Regions from separate parts of the Drosophila melanogaster genome. Here region 2 is linked to region 1. The links are chromatin contacts, called in public Hi-C maps. All regions are on one chromosome and are shown on one strand. The core of a region is the stretch at or near the end of the contact, and the rest is flanking DNA. Distances in the headings are between cores, read along the strand shown. Region 1 holds the start of Nsf2 (N-ethylmaleimide-sensitive factor 2). Region 2 holds the start of Hel89B (Helicase 89B).

The links. A called contact is a pair of places that touch in the nucleus more often than the background predicts.
Region 2: a contact with region 1 is called in a Hi-C map of the Kc167 cell line, with 1.8 times the contacts expected there. The contact joins the promoter of Hel89B here to the promoter of Nsf2 in region 1.

The regions. Positions count from the first base shown.
Region 1 is chr3R:13,835,103-13,842,261 of dm6, reverse strand. Nsf2 (N-ethylmaleimide-sensitive factor 2) reads left to right here and starts at 4,271. Exons shown (of 4, transcript NM_001300390.1): 1 at 4,271-4,459; 2 at 4,560-4,884; 3 at 5,520-6,485; 4 at 6,725-7,159. The coding sequence starts at 4,350. CG31495 reads left to right here and starts at 2,328. Exons shown (of 1, transcript NM_169559.2): 1 at 2,328-4,022. The coding sequence starts at 2,463. The coding sequence ends at 3,488. It also overlaps the pseudogene CR46415.
Region 2 is chr3R:15,968,598-15,975,756 of dm6, reverse strand. It overlaps Hel89B (Helicase 89B), which reads right to left and starts at 2,459. Exons shown (of 7, transcript NM_169693.2): 1 at 1,933-2,459. It overlaps mor (moira), which reads left to right and starts at 2,844. Exons shown (of 8, transcript NM_079649.4): 1 at 2,844-3,061; 2 at 3,153-3,278; 3 at 3,459-4,383; 4 at 4,434-4,764; 5 at 4,828-5,602; 6 at 5,665-5,875; 7 at 6,163-7,159. The coding sequence starts at 2,945.

The sequences.
Region 1 (7,159 bases), core at 3,022-5,521:
TGGCCCGAAAGTGTTGCCAGCGCGCCTCCGAAATTGGAGGACTGACGCGTCGACGTCTGGAAATTATGTTGTAGTTGGGCCCGATCATGCGGCAGGATAGTTGCACCTCCTCCGCCGATGATGATGGTAATGATGATGATGATGCCGCTGCTCCGGACGGCAAGGGGATGTGCCATCAACTCTTGATTGAGTAACGCCCCATCACCAGAAGTGGCGTCTAATTACGAGTGCCAGCAGGAGTTGGACGACTGGCCACGCCGATCTGGATGCGTCATTACCCATTAGCCGCACTGTGCGGCATTGACCTGGCCAAATCGGCGATAAGACTCGTGATAAGCAAACACGCATAAGCCAAATGGCTGCACAGGAAAATAAATACAAAAATTCGCAAAAAAATACAAAACAGAAAGGCACAAAATATTAAGACAAGTGGAATTCATCTCTAAATCTAACTATTATAATCGAAAAACATATCTTCATATTGATATTAATCTGACTAATAATATTAATTCGAAAATTTGTATCTTTGCTGTTCGAATATTTAGGATGCCACGAAATCTTGGACTAAATTAAACTAAATGCAATGTTTTTTAAAGCACAATTTTTTCCGTGTGGATGCCTCTTTGGTGTTGTGACCTTTTCCCGACTGCTGAACTGTTCTGGAGTTAAGCGAACTGACCATCCATCGTTGGCGTTGCGGTGTTTTGTTTATTTTGAGGCTATAATTTAAGCGGGTAATTGCACGCTGGCGGCCAGAATTTGTAACTAAACTGCAAATTAGCAGCCAATTCCCAGGCCGATTAATAACCATAATTATTGGCTCAAGCGCTGACGAGCGAACGTCTGGAGTTTGAGACTCTCGATCTTCTCGCGAGGATGCGGATCTGGATGCGGCGGAGGCTGCTGGCCTGCCTGCAAATTGCACTTGGCCATGGCCTCGTCTTTAAAGCCACTACAGCTGGCCCGCAATTGGAGATTCGTGATACACCCGGGCGCATGTGGGCTGCACTGGGAGAAATTCAGTGCAGTATGAGTTGCTAAAAAAAAAAAATGATTATTAACCAATCTTTCACAGGTGGCCATATTATTAACTATTTTCTTAACTTAACTAACTTTCTTCACTTCTTGTATTTTTTATTTAGTACAATCACTTTAGGATTGCAAAAAATTCTTTTCAGTGTCGCTCCTGGACTTCTCGACATCCCCTCGCCACCCGCCAGCAATTTAAATAGTGAGCGCCTGGCTTAATTACACAAAACAGGCAACACGAGAGGCAGTCAGGCTCGGATCGGGTGGATATATACATATGCACTATGTTCCCTCGCCGGCGGCGCAGTCTTCGCTTCGAGTCTGGATCTTGAACCGGACCACTTTTGATGGACATGTGTCTAATGAAGCGGCCTAATTAATGTGCATAGCGGACGCGAGTCTCGGCCCTTTGGAGGGAGCATGCAAATGGGCTGGCAAGGAGTGGGAAGGAGGATGCTGTGCGGATGTGGAGTGTTGAAAGCCTTGAGTGGTCAAATTCGGATGGGACAAGAAATTACCGGCATTACGCTAGGCCGGCCGACCGGATAAATTAATAAATGTCGATACCCAATTAAACTGTCCGAATATAATGCACGCTATAAATTTGTTGTGCAACCCAGAACGAATAGAGACATCCACTATCCAATTATCGAGCGCATGATTAACTGCTCGAGGTCAGCGGCAAGGAAAGAAGAAAAATACGATATTGCAAGTAATTGCACAGCCAACCCAGCAGAAGAGCCGAAAAGCGGGAATTCATAATGTGTGCCTAGGTTTTAGCAAACGGAACGAAACTCAAGAATATCATAAATCACAAAGTCGTTTAAATTGTAACGGTTGCAGTACATCGAAACCGCCAGTCAATCGGTCTATCGGTATTTTTATTAGCCATAAACAATACAAATATTAAAGTGACATATATGTACGATGAAATTTTTTCTGCATTTCATGTAGTTAAAGTCAAGGCATTAAAATACTTGATGGATAAAATAGTGTGCAATTATTTTTACTAATTTTAAGTTTAGATATTTTTCAAAAGTGGCGCGCTTTTTTTGTAATAGCCAAGTGGAAAAGCAGTATTTTCAAATGGAAATTTGGTTACACTATCGTAATACGAAGCTGATAACACATACATAACGAAGCTGATAACACATTGGTTCGGAAAATAATGGCAATTCAAAATATTAATATTATTTTAATTTTAAGCTACCTTATAAAATAATAAAAACTTACAATATAATGGTTTGAATTGAACCACCGTCTTATCGAAACTTCGACCGTCCCTGAAATTTAAAATCGATCGCAGTTATCGCAATCGATTTTAGGTGGATAACATAATATACAAAACCATTTTGTAAAGAACAGCTGATACAATTTGACCATTTCATATCCAATATAATTTCTCCATAAAAGAAGCCAACCCGGGCGCCAAGATGGTCAACATCACTTTACCCAACACTGAGGAGCGTGTGAACCTCTTAAAATCGCGCATCAACAGGCTGGGTGACATTACGGTGGCCGGCGATGTTTGCGCACGCGAAATTGCAATGAAAACCAAAAATTTCACGGAGGACGAGCTGTGCCAACTGGTCCGAGAAGCCCTCCATGAAGCCATTGTCCGCACTCACGTCACCAGATGCCCGAAGGGCCTTCAAGTCACTCAGGTCGATCTCCTGGCCGCGGTAAAGATCATTCAGCCACGATTTGGCCGGCAGGAGGAGACTCTCCAGCTGCTCATGCCATATGAATATCTAGATCGTACCGCTTTCGATCCGAATGATCTCCTGTCCACCGGACGCCCAAGATGGTCTTGCCATCTGGTCGAAGGTAAGCCCAAGTCAGGCCTAACTACGGTGGCCGCTCAAATGGCTTTGAAAACAGACTGCCCTTTTATAAAATACATCTCGTCGGCCGAATTGCTGGGACTTAGCGATTCCGAAAAATGCCAGAGAATACGGGAAGTCTTGGAGGACGCCTATGTTTCCAGGCGCAGCTGCGTCATCATTGACGACTTTGAGCGTGTCATTGGTTACGGCGCCCTGGGTAAGCGGTACTCCAAGGAGTTCCTGCAGAAGCTGACGGTTCTTCTGAAGAAACAACCGCCCAACAGCCACGAGCTCATCATCATTTGCACAAGCAATCGTCTCGATGTCCTGGAGGAACTGGGCTTGCTATCCGTTTTCACTTCAGTTCACAATGTGCCAAATGTTTCCACGCCTAAAGAACTTATGGTCATAGTGGAAGCTTCAAAACGATTCGAGCCCGAGGAGCTACGCCAAATCGAGATCGCCATGGATGGCCGCAACGTCTCCATTGGCATCAAACGGTTGCTTGACTTGATTGCGTGGGTGAATTCCCTAAATCCCGACCGTCGAGCTGCCAAATTGCTGAAGAAATTGGGCGAAGCAATGGGATGGGTAGGGAACCATTCTAGTCCACTTGTACCTCAATACATTTAAGACGTTAGGTTAGGAAATGCAATATTGTATCTACAATTCCAGGAAAATAATTCCAAGTGATTCCAAATAATTCAGTAATGCTTTATATTTAAAAGAACCACGTAAGCATAAAAAAACCATCTAAAAAAATAATATTGCATTATTTTTTGGATGAACTTGCTTCCATTGCATTGCAATGTTCTTAAGACTAAAATGAACAGCCCGATAATGTGATTGCAAAGATACTAGATTATTATATTATATATATATTATATATACACCAGGCCAGACCTCTCAGTGGCCTTCGCCTGCTGTACGGAGAGCATTCCGTCCTCCAGGAGTTCGGTGACCGGTGGGCCCAACATCTCCTGGGCTGCTCCAAAGGCGGGCTTGATGTCGTTGTCCAATATATATATATATACATAATTATATATATAATATATATTATATATTATATATATATATTATATTGTTCTAGTGTCTTTGGTGATTGGCATAACAAGTTTTATTACCATATTATATATATATAAGTAAAAATAAAGATATTTGAATTGCAAATGCCACCCATTTTATCGTTATTTACTTAGAGGATTTGGCTTTTGATACAACACATTTTTTGGATTGTTTTCTTCACCAATCCTGGTGCTGCAGAGCTGCTTAGCAACAGCGAAGAAGTCTTGAATGCGGGGGATATATGTATTATTAGAAAATGCAAATGCGCGCCAATGAATTCAAATTTGCACTGCAGGTGCCGTAGCAGGCATCTTTTGCTCGCAATCACAGTGCATACACACACGCAATGCCGAACAGGGTTGCACTCCCTCAACGGGCTATCAGCTGTTTGAGACAATTTCGGGATTATATTATAAAATTGCTACGAAAATGTCAATTGAAAAAGCCCACCGGATGAGAGCGATCAAATGCCCAACGGATGAGCTGTCCCTGACGAACAAGGCGATTGTGAATGTGTCCGATTTCACGGAGGAGGTCAAGTGAGTGTTGGTTTTTGTTGTTTTTCCACTTCCTACGTGGGCGTACGAGCCTATGGAAACTTTCGCTTATGCTAATGACGCACCGCTTGATACCCTGCAGATATGTGGACATCTCGCCGGGCCCGGGGCTGCACTACATCTTCGCGCTGGAGAAGATCAGCGGGCCGGAGCTGCCGCTCGGCCACGTCGGATTCTCGCTGGTCCAGCGCAAGTGGGCCACGCTCTCCATCAACCAGGAAATAGACGTGCGGCCGTACCGATTCGATGCCAGCGCCGATATCATCACACTGGTCTCCTTCGAGACGGACTTCCTGCAGAAGAAGACCACCACGCAGGAGCCCTACGACTCCGACGAGATGGCCAAGGAGTTCCTCATGCAGTTCGCCGGAATGCCGCTGACCGTCGGCCAAACGCTCGTCTTTCAGGTAATGGTGTGGATGTGGCTCCCCCATAAATGTATGCAGTATAGAAAAATAGATAGCAAAGGACTGAAACTAAGGTAGTAATCTGGAGAGGATTAGTGATATATGCCAGAGCCAGTTAAAATACTACCCAATTCAATGAGGGTTCTCGGTTTATCTCGGACGCACCTATTCATTATTTCACCATTTATTGTGTGCACTTATAATAATTTTGGTTTTGTATAACTTTACAAAAAGATTTATACGTTCATAGCATAGCGGTAGTGAGAATATTCGTTATTTGTGTTATTCGATATTCGTTATTTTATATTTACTGACGTGTCTTGATTGTCATGAGATGCTGAATCTCATATTCCACATTTAGACGGTGACCTAATGCAAATATTAACAAGGTAGCTTACCTCCAACAATTAGAAACCCAAAGACACGTAACTCTCCCTTAGATCATCTTTTTGGCTCTCTGCCAAATCTTTTTTAATAATTCAGCATACAATGTCCCCCTTTTTTATGAACTAAAAATAGTGTGTTAGGCTGCCCTCATAGGAAATGCAACTATCTTAACATAGTAATTCTTCTAACATGCTCCTTAATGTACATATATCGTTCGTTTGCTAATAAGGATGTTTACCGCCTTTCAGTTCAAAGACAAGAAATTCCTGGGCCTCGCTGTAAAAACGCTGGAGGCAGTGGATCCCCGAACAGTGGGCGATTCCCTACCGAAGACTCGGAACGTACGATTCGGCCGCATCCTCGGTAACACGGTGGTGCAGTTCGAGAAGGCCGAAAACTCTGTGCTAAATCTGCAGGGTCGCTCCAAGGGTAAGATCGTGCGGCAGTCCATCATAAATCCGGACTGGGACTTTGGCAAGATGGGCATTGGTGGCCTAGACAAAGAGTTCAATGCGATTTTCCGACGCGCCTTCGCCTCTCGTGTTTTTCCGCCGGAACTTGTCGAACAACTGGGCATCAAGCACGTTAAGGGTATTCTGTTGTACGGACCACCAGGCACGGGAAAAACCCTGATGGCCCGGCAAATAGGTACCATGCTGAATGCCCGCGAACCCAAGATCGTGAATGGACCGCAGATCCTGGACAAGTACGTGGGTGAATCAGAAGCCAATATCCGGCGACTGTTTGCCGAGGCCGAGGAGGAGGAAAAGCGCTTGGGACCGAACAGTGGACTGCACATCATCATCTTCGACGAGATCGACGCCATTTGCAAGGCTCGCGGATCCGTGGCCGGTAATAGTGGTGTCCACGACACGGTCGTCAATCAACTGCTAGCCAAGATCGACGGCGTGGAGCAGTTGAACAACATCCTGGTAATAGGAATGACCAACCGGCGGGACATGATCGATGAGGCCCTGCTGCGACCTGGACGCTTGGAAGTGCAAATGGAGATCAGCTTGCCCAACGAGCAGGGTCGCGTCCAGATCCTGAATATCCACACCAAGCGGATGCGTGACTTTAACAAGATAGCTAGCGATGTGGACAACAATGAGATCGCGGCCAAGACAAAGAACTTCAGTGGCGCAGAGTTGGAGGGTCTGGTTAGAGCGGCCCAATCCACGGCCATGAATCGGTTAATAAAGGCGGACTCCAAGGTATATGATGCACAGCATGGCGTGAAAGCAAAGAAAGGGGGTTCTCTTAATTCACATTCGGATCGAAATGTTATTTTATTTATTTGGCGTATTCGCTTATTTCATTTATCTCTCGGTTTGCGTTTCGGGTTTCGTTTAATTTCGAGTAATTTGGTTTCGATAAACCAAGAAAGCGATTAACGTTCGACTGTTCCACTATTCTAAAATTACCATCATCATTTGCTTTTCTACGATCCAAGGTTCACGTGGACCCGGAGGCTATGGAAAAACTGCGTGTTACGCGAGCCGACTTTCTGCACGCATTGGACAACGACATCAAGCCCGCCTTTGGAGCAGCCCAGGAGATGCTGGAAAATCTGCTGGCACGCGGAATTATAAACTGGGGCCCACCGGTCACCGAACTCCTGGAGGACGGAATGCTCTCCGTACAGCAGGCGAAGGCCACTGAGAGCTCTGGCCTGGTGTCTGTTCTCATCGAAGGAGCTCCCAACTCCGGCAAATCAGCGCTGGCCGCTAATCTGGCCCAGTTGAGTGATTTCCCATTCGTTAAGGTCTGCTCCCCGGAAGATATGGTAGGATTTACGGAGTCAGCCAAGTGCCTGCACATCCGCAAGATCTTCGACGACGCCTATCGCTCCACATTGAGCTGCATTGTGGTGGACAATGTGGAGCGA
Region 2 (7,159 bases), core at 1,210-3,709, 2.1 Mb before region 1:
CCATTAGATGAACATCGATAGAAAAAATCGCAGTCATCAATGGGGTTGGTCGTCATGGTGACGAAACGCACTGTGAGAACGTACATATGTAGCTAAATCTCTCTTAATTACAACAGTATGTAGCAATCCAGATTAATTTAAATTCTTTGCAACTTTTAAATTAATCGTCACAAAATGTAATCCTTAAAAAGGAGAATCGTTACGAGCTGTTCATGATATTAGGCGATATTTTTGCCATATTGATTTTAGCCTAATTTGCGTGTCGCGCATTTATTTCATACATGTCCATTGGACGATAAGCCACGAATATGTTCACTTTTTCATTATCACTAAATGGCTCTCGTAAAGTACCGATTAGGATAGGCTAAGTGTATTTCGAATTTTTTTTTGTGGCAAGTTCTGTGAGCTTTTTTTTTATTAATAGACATGTGTATTCTACAGATTAAAACGGGCCTGCGGAAATGCTGGGTCATTTGTTTACACTAAAGATAAGCGCGACTATTTCCCTTGCTTGATCATCGAAAATAAATTAATTATATGAATATATATATACATGATTTTGTCACACTTGACTAAGTTTATATTGTAATGGAGGGTACTTTTTTTAACCCTAAGGAAGATTAGCTCATTGTCCGCCCACTTATTAATATCATAATTCCCAGAGAAGGGATGATTTATATGGAGTTCTGTGTTTTTATTGCTTGGGGAAATACAAATTTTTCAAATTCAATAAAGTACATATTATGGGCTCAATGGGTCATCTGCTCAAATTCGCCGAAAATGACACATTTCGGCATTGATCGCGCCATATGTTTTTTATATGCGAAGAGTTCAATATTTGCACCATATTTGGCCAATATTGGAACAGCTGTTGCTGCGTATTTTGCACAATGCACGAAATACTGATTGGTATCGAATTAATGGAGCTGAATGACAAACAACGGGCAGCATCATCATCGCAATGCCGCAGTCAAGTTCGGCAAGTAAACTTTGGATATTCAAATGTTCTTTAAGAAACTGTGACAAATGTCGCTGATGTTGCGAACCGCGGGAAAATGGCAAATGCGAAAAAGCTGAAAAGGCCGACCGCCGCCGTTTGAAACTAGTTCAGGTGCCCTACCCCAAGTTGTTGGTAGCAAAAGAGAGAGGGAAGCGGCGACTGCAGTCGATTACGGCAGCGGACCATAAATAAATACAGGTGCTTGTACCGCCTGGCATTGTAGTGCACAGTGAGAAATTCGCTGAAATGCTGTACTGAGATGATTGGTAGTGGTTCAAGGTACGGTAAGATGAGAATTTTTAAATTACTTTGAGATTTGTATACCAAAACATGACGCTCATTTACAATCCAATAATATTTCATGCATCAGAATCGAGTGAGGCTTAAATTTAAGAACTTTTTTCAATAGCTAATATTATGAAACCACATGCTTATTTCTTTCCGTGCACTAAACGTATCGTAATGTGGACGTGGACAGCGAACGCAGGGATTATTGTTAAATGCCACCCACTGAAATCGGAAAAAGAGCCCGATGAATGAACAAATGGACGACACAAATAGCGGCTGGCGAATTGGGCAATGTGTTGCGACTAAAAATACGCGCACTAGAACGGGCTGCCAAGATGAGAGAGACTAGAAGGCGAAGACAAAGAGCTAGTGGTAGACCAAGTTTTTGTAAAGGATTTCCGCTGTTTTGCTGCGTTGGCGCCCACCTCCTCTCTCTCTCCCTCTCTCTCGCTCGCTCTCCTCTCTTATCAATAAACAGAGCCCCTTGGCCCCACTCTATCTATCTCTATCGCACGCACACAAGCAAGCGGAAGCGATAAGTTGCTGCCATATAAATAATGTTGCAATCTAGGATAAGAATTTAGGGGTTCCTTATGTTCCTATTCGCATTCCCACTCCCGATCTCCGAGTGTTATATCACTTACCTTTGGCAATGGTTGCTCTCTCTCGCTCTCTTCCTCTTCGCTTCGCATTTGCTCTTCTCTCCGCACTACGCACTCCTCTTTCTAGTTCCCTTCGTTGTGCGGTAGCAGTCAGCTTATGTGGGGCGCCCACTCACAATTCAACTCATGCGCTCTGCATTTTCTAATTGAATTGTTTGCTCTCAAACTGTACAATCGATGCTGAGTTACTATAGCCGTACGTATGTGTGTGTTTTGGCCCAAGGAAAGGGGTACTGGGTACTGCTTTTCGCCAGCAGCGTCACAAATCAATCCAATCGCTTTTGCTTTCTTCCTACTCACTCGCACTCACGCACCATTGACTTTTTATTTTCACGCACACTGGCACACTCGCGACGGACACACGGATGGGAATCCGGCGTTGCGAATAACGGCAGAATTCGATTTACGGCAATTGTCGTTGGTGGGCGTAGGCAGTCAATGTTTTAACTTAACACTGGGCTTCACGCTGATGCAAACACACTCTGACAGCACAATATTTTTAAGTTTTCGGTTCCCAGCAGCCATGTTAGCGCGATGGAGTCGCATTTATATGTGCGGCCTGACTATCGTGGTGCATCGGTTTTTAGGCGGCGCGAGCGGGACGCCAATACAGCACCACCGCCACTGTGACCAGATGGCATTATTGAATTTAACAGCAATTTTCACATAATAGCTTGTTCCCACTGAGATGTAAAGCTAACTGACACGTTAGCTAGCTATAACTTTTTCGAAGTCTATATAATTCTCTTAACAGCCAATATGTTTTCTTGTTATTTAATATATGGCTTCCACCAACCAATAGGTTTATATATTAACCTAACCTAAGATTAAAATAATGATAACTTTCAGTGGAGATAGCTGAAATATCGATAACGACTGTCACAACAACATCGATTTAAATACCATCTCTATTTTATCAACGCAGCGTTTATTGGCTTTTTGGCGTGGAAAAGTGAAAAGATAATTGACAAAAAGTCCACAAAAGTGCCGCAACATGAACACACTGGGTCCTAAGAAGGACGGAAGTCCGAATATAGACTTTTTCCAGTCGCCGGAGACGCTGCAGGGCTTTGAATCGATTCGCCAGTGGCTGCAGAAGAACTGCAAGAAGGTGCGTGCCAACAACAACGCCGCCGCAAACAAAAATGGCGCTGTCAGGCGGCGAAAAAAAAACGATTTACTCACAACCGTATTTATTGCAGTATTTGGCCCACAGTTCGGAGCCCATCACGAAGGAGTCCTTGGCCCAATTGCTCATTCACTTCCTGCAGTATGTGGAAGCCAAGCTGGGCAAGAACTCAGCGGATCCGCCGGCAACCAGAATTCCGGTTAGTATTGATAGTGCCTGTGGTTGGTGAGGGGGACAGGGTGCCCCGTGTTGCGTGTGTACACGTAAATATTAATCCTCCAATGGCCAAATGTTTGGACCACTAGCTTATATTTTGTATTTAGCTACATGATTTACGTACATTAAAACATATCTCTAATAATCGTACCACCCACACCAGATGCGTTGCTTTCTGGACTTCAAGAGCGGCGGTGGTCTGTGCATCATTTTCTCGACCATGTTCCGTTTCCGGGCCGAGCAACGCGGCAAGAAGTTCGACTTCTCCATTGGCAAGAATCCCACGCGCAAGGATCCCAACATCCAGCTGCTGATCGAGATTGAGCAGGCGTTGGTCGAGGCGGACTTGTATCGCATACCGTACATCTATATTCGGCCGGAGATTGAAAAGGGCTTCGAGGGAAAACTGCGCGAGATCCTGGACAATCGACGGGTAGAGATTGTGTCGGACGAGGAGGACGCCACCCATATCGTCTATCCTGTGGTGGACCCACATCCCGACGAGTATGCGCGGCCCATTTTCAAGCGCGGCGGACATGTGATGCTGCATTGGTACTACTTCCCCGAGTCCTACGATTCTTGGGCTGTGAATAACTTTGACCTGCCCGATCACATTCCGGAGAATCCCGAGTCACCGGCGGAACGTTGGCGTGTGTCTGCATCCTGGATCGTGGACCTGGAGCAGTACAATGAGTGGATGGCCGAGGAGGACTACGAGGTTGACGAACAGGGCAAGAAGAAGACGCACAAACAGCGTATGTCCATAGACGACATCATGTCATTCGGCGACGAGAAGAAGAAGCCTGCTGCCAGCTCGGGCGGAGGCAAGCAGAAGAGACGCCGTTCACCATCTCCCGCCAGTTCGGCATCCACCTCAAAGCCGGGCAAGCGTAAGCGTTCTCCCGCCGTGGTGCACAAAAAGTCGCGCAACGACGATGATGACGAGGACTTAACTCGCGATCTGGATGATCCGCCGGCCGAGCCCAATGTTCAGGAGGTTCATAAGGCAAATGCCGCCTTGCAGTCCACCGCCAGTCCAGCTCCGGGCGGTAAATCTCGTGGCGACAACGACATGATGCCCATTAAAGGTAAGTTTTGTTATCTTATATCTGCATTGACTAAACAAACTGATATCTAGGTGGCACTATGACCGATCTGGATGACGAAATGACTGGAGGAAGCGCCGCTCAAGCCATGTCTACCGGAGATGGGGAAAACTCGCAGACAGGCAAGACAAGTGATAACAGCAACACGCAGGAATTCTCTTCATCGGCCAAAGAGGATATGGAGGACAATGTGACCGAGCAGACGCACCACATTATCGTGCCTTCGTACTCGGCTTGGTTTGATTACAACTCCATTCATGTGATCGAGAAACGGGCCATGCCGGAATTCTTTAACAGCAAGAATAAGTCAAAGACACCAGAAATCTATATGGCCTACAGGAATTTTATGATTGATACGTACAGGTAAGTTGAAGCTCCATTTTTTTTGCAGCAAATAGTTTTGAATATGTTACTCATCTATTTCAGGCTCAATCCGACGGAGTATTTGACCAGCACAGCTTGTAGGCGTAATCTTGCCGGAGATGTGTGCGCCATAATGCGAGTACACGCCTTCTTGGAGCAATGGGGCCTGATTAACTACCAGATCGATGCGGATGTCCGCCCCACCCCTATGGGTCCACCACCAACCTCACACTTTCACATTCTTTCGGATACGCCATCAGGTCTACAGTCCATAAATCCGCAAAAGACGCAACAGCCGTCGGCGGCAAAGACGCTGTTGGATCTGGACAAAAAGCCATTGGGTAAAGATGGCGGCCTGGAGTTGGGCGATAAAAGTGGTCTGACTGGCATCAAGACAGAGGCTCTAGAGAATGGCGCTGCCGGAGGATTAAGTTCCGGAGTGAGCCAGTTTGGACTCAAGCTGGATCAGTACGCAAAGAAGCCGGCGGCCATGAGGAATCGAACGGCGGCAAGCATGGCTCGTGAATGGACCGATCAGGAGACTCTGCTGTTGCTTGAGGGCTTGGAAATGCACAAGGACGACTGGAACAAGGTCTGCGAGCACGTTGGATCTCGCACTCAAGACGAGTGCATTCTGCATTTCCTTCGACTTCCCATCGAGGACCCGTATCTAGAGGATGATGGTGGCTTCCTGGGCCCCTTGGCCTGCCAACCCATTCCGTTCAGCAAGAGTGGCAATCCCATTATGTCCACCGTCGCATTCCTGGCATCTGTGGTCGATCCTCGCGTTGCCGCTGCAGCAGCAAAGGCTGCCATGGAGGAATTTGCAGCCATTAAGGTAGTTACATTTTAGTCACGTTTAAACCATGATTTTAACATCCAATGTAAAACTTATGCTAGGATGAGGTGCCCGCTACAATAATGGACAACCACCTGAAAAACGTGGAGAAGGCTTCGGCAGGTGGTAAATTTAATCCGAACTTTGGGCTGGCCAATAGTGGAATCGCAGGAACCGGAAACGACAAGGACGATGAAGAGGGCAAGGAGGGTGGCGCATCTGCATCCGCTGGCGGCTCTGATGAGGAAATGAAGGACCTAAGCAAAAAAGACGGTAAGCCAAAGCCATTAGAGATCGGTAAAGGGGGTTTATGGATGTTGGTTAAGGGAAAAGTCGCTAAGTCGAGCGAGTTTTCTTTTAATCGATTTTAAAGGGAATTTACTCAATTGTTGGTTCTGCATTTGTTTGTCTTGTTGAACTCTTGTGTTGCTTTCATTCAAAATTCGCAATTTGTTCACCATTTGGCACTGTATTCGTATATTGTTTCGTTTTTGTGTTGCGCCCAATCTACCAAACTTACATCAACACCACAACCATCAAATAACAAACAACAACCACAGACGATGCCAAGTCCAAAGACAATACAAAATCGGATAAGACCAACACAAACACAGACTCGAGTTCCACATCATCATCAGCGACAGGCAACACCAACAACACTGACAAGAAACCAAAGGAGTCGTCCGGCTCCTCGCCTTCGGGCGATAAGTCAGCCATCAAGTCAGACAAATCAAACAAATCCTCACCCACAGAAACCGCAGCAGCCGCAAGTGGTGGCGAAGTGGACATCAAGACGGAGGACAGCAGTGGCGATGGCGAAACTAAGGACGGCACTGAGGCCAAAGAGGGAACGGGAACCGGAACAGGGCCATTGGCGGTGCCAAAGGAAGGAACATTTAGCGAAAATAACATGCAGACTGCGGCGGCGGCAGCTTTGGCATCGGCAGCAGTTAAAGCCAAACACCTGGCTGCCCTGGAGGAGCGTAAGATCAAATCCCTGGTGGCTCTCCTTGTTGAGACTCAGATGAAGAAGCTGGAGATCAAATTGCGCCACTTTGAGGAACTGGAGGCCACCATGGAGCGAGAGCGCGAGGGATTGGAGTACCAGCGTCAGCAGCTGATCACAGAGCGTCAGCAATTCCACCTGGAGCAGCTAAAGGCAGCCGAGTTCCGAGCGCGCCAACAAGCACATCATCGTCTTCAGCAAGAGCTCCAAGGCCAGGCGGCCGCGGGATCAATGATCTTGCCGCAGCAACAGCAGCTACCACAGGCCCAGCAGCCGCAGCAGCAACAGCAAACGCTGCCACCTCATCCGCACCTGGCGCAGCAGCAACAGCTGCCTCCGCATCCGCACCAGTTGCCGCCGCAGTCCCAACCGCTAGCGGGTCCCACCGCCCAGCACCAGCCGTTGCCCCCGCACGTAGTGTCGTCGCCCAACGGTGCTCCCTTTGCAGCGCCACCGATTTCGCTCACGGGAGGACTCCCGCCGGGCGCACCCACGGCCATTGTCACGAATCCGAGCGACCAAACCGGACCAGTCGCAGCGGGAGCAGCGCA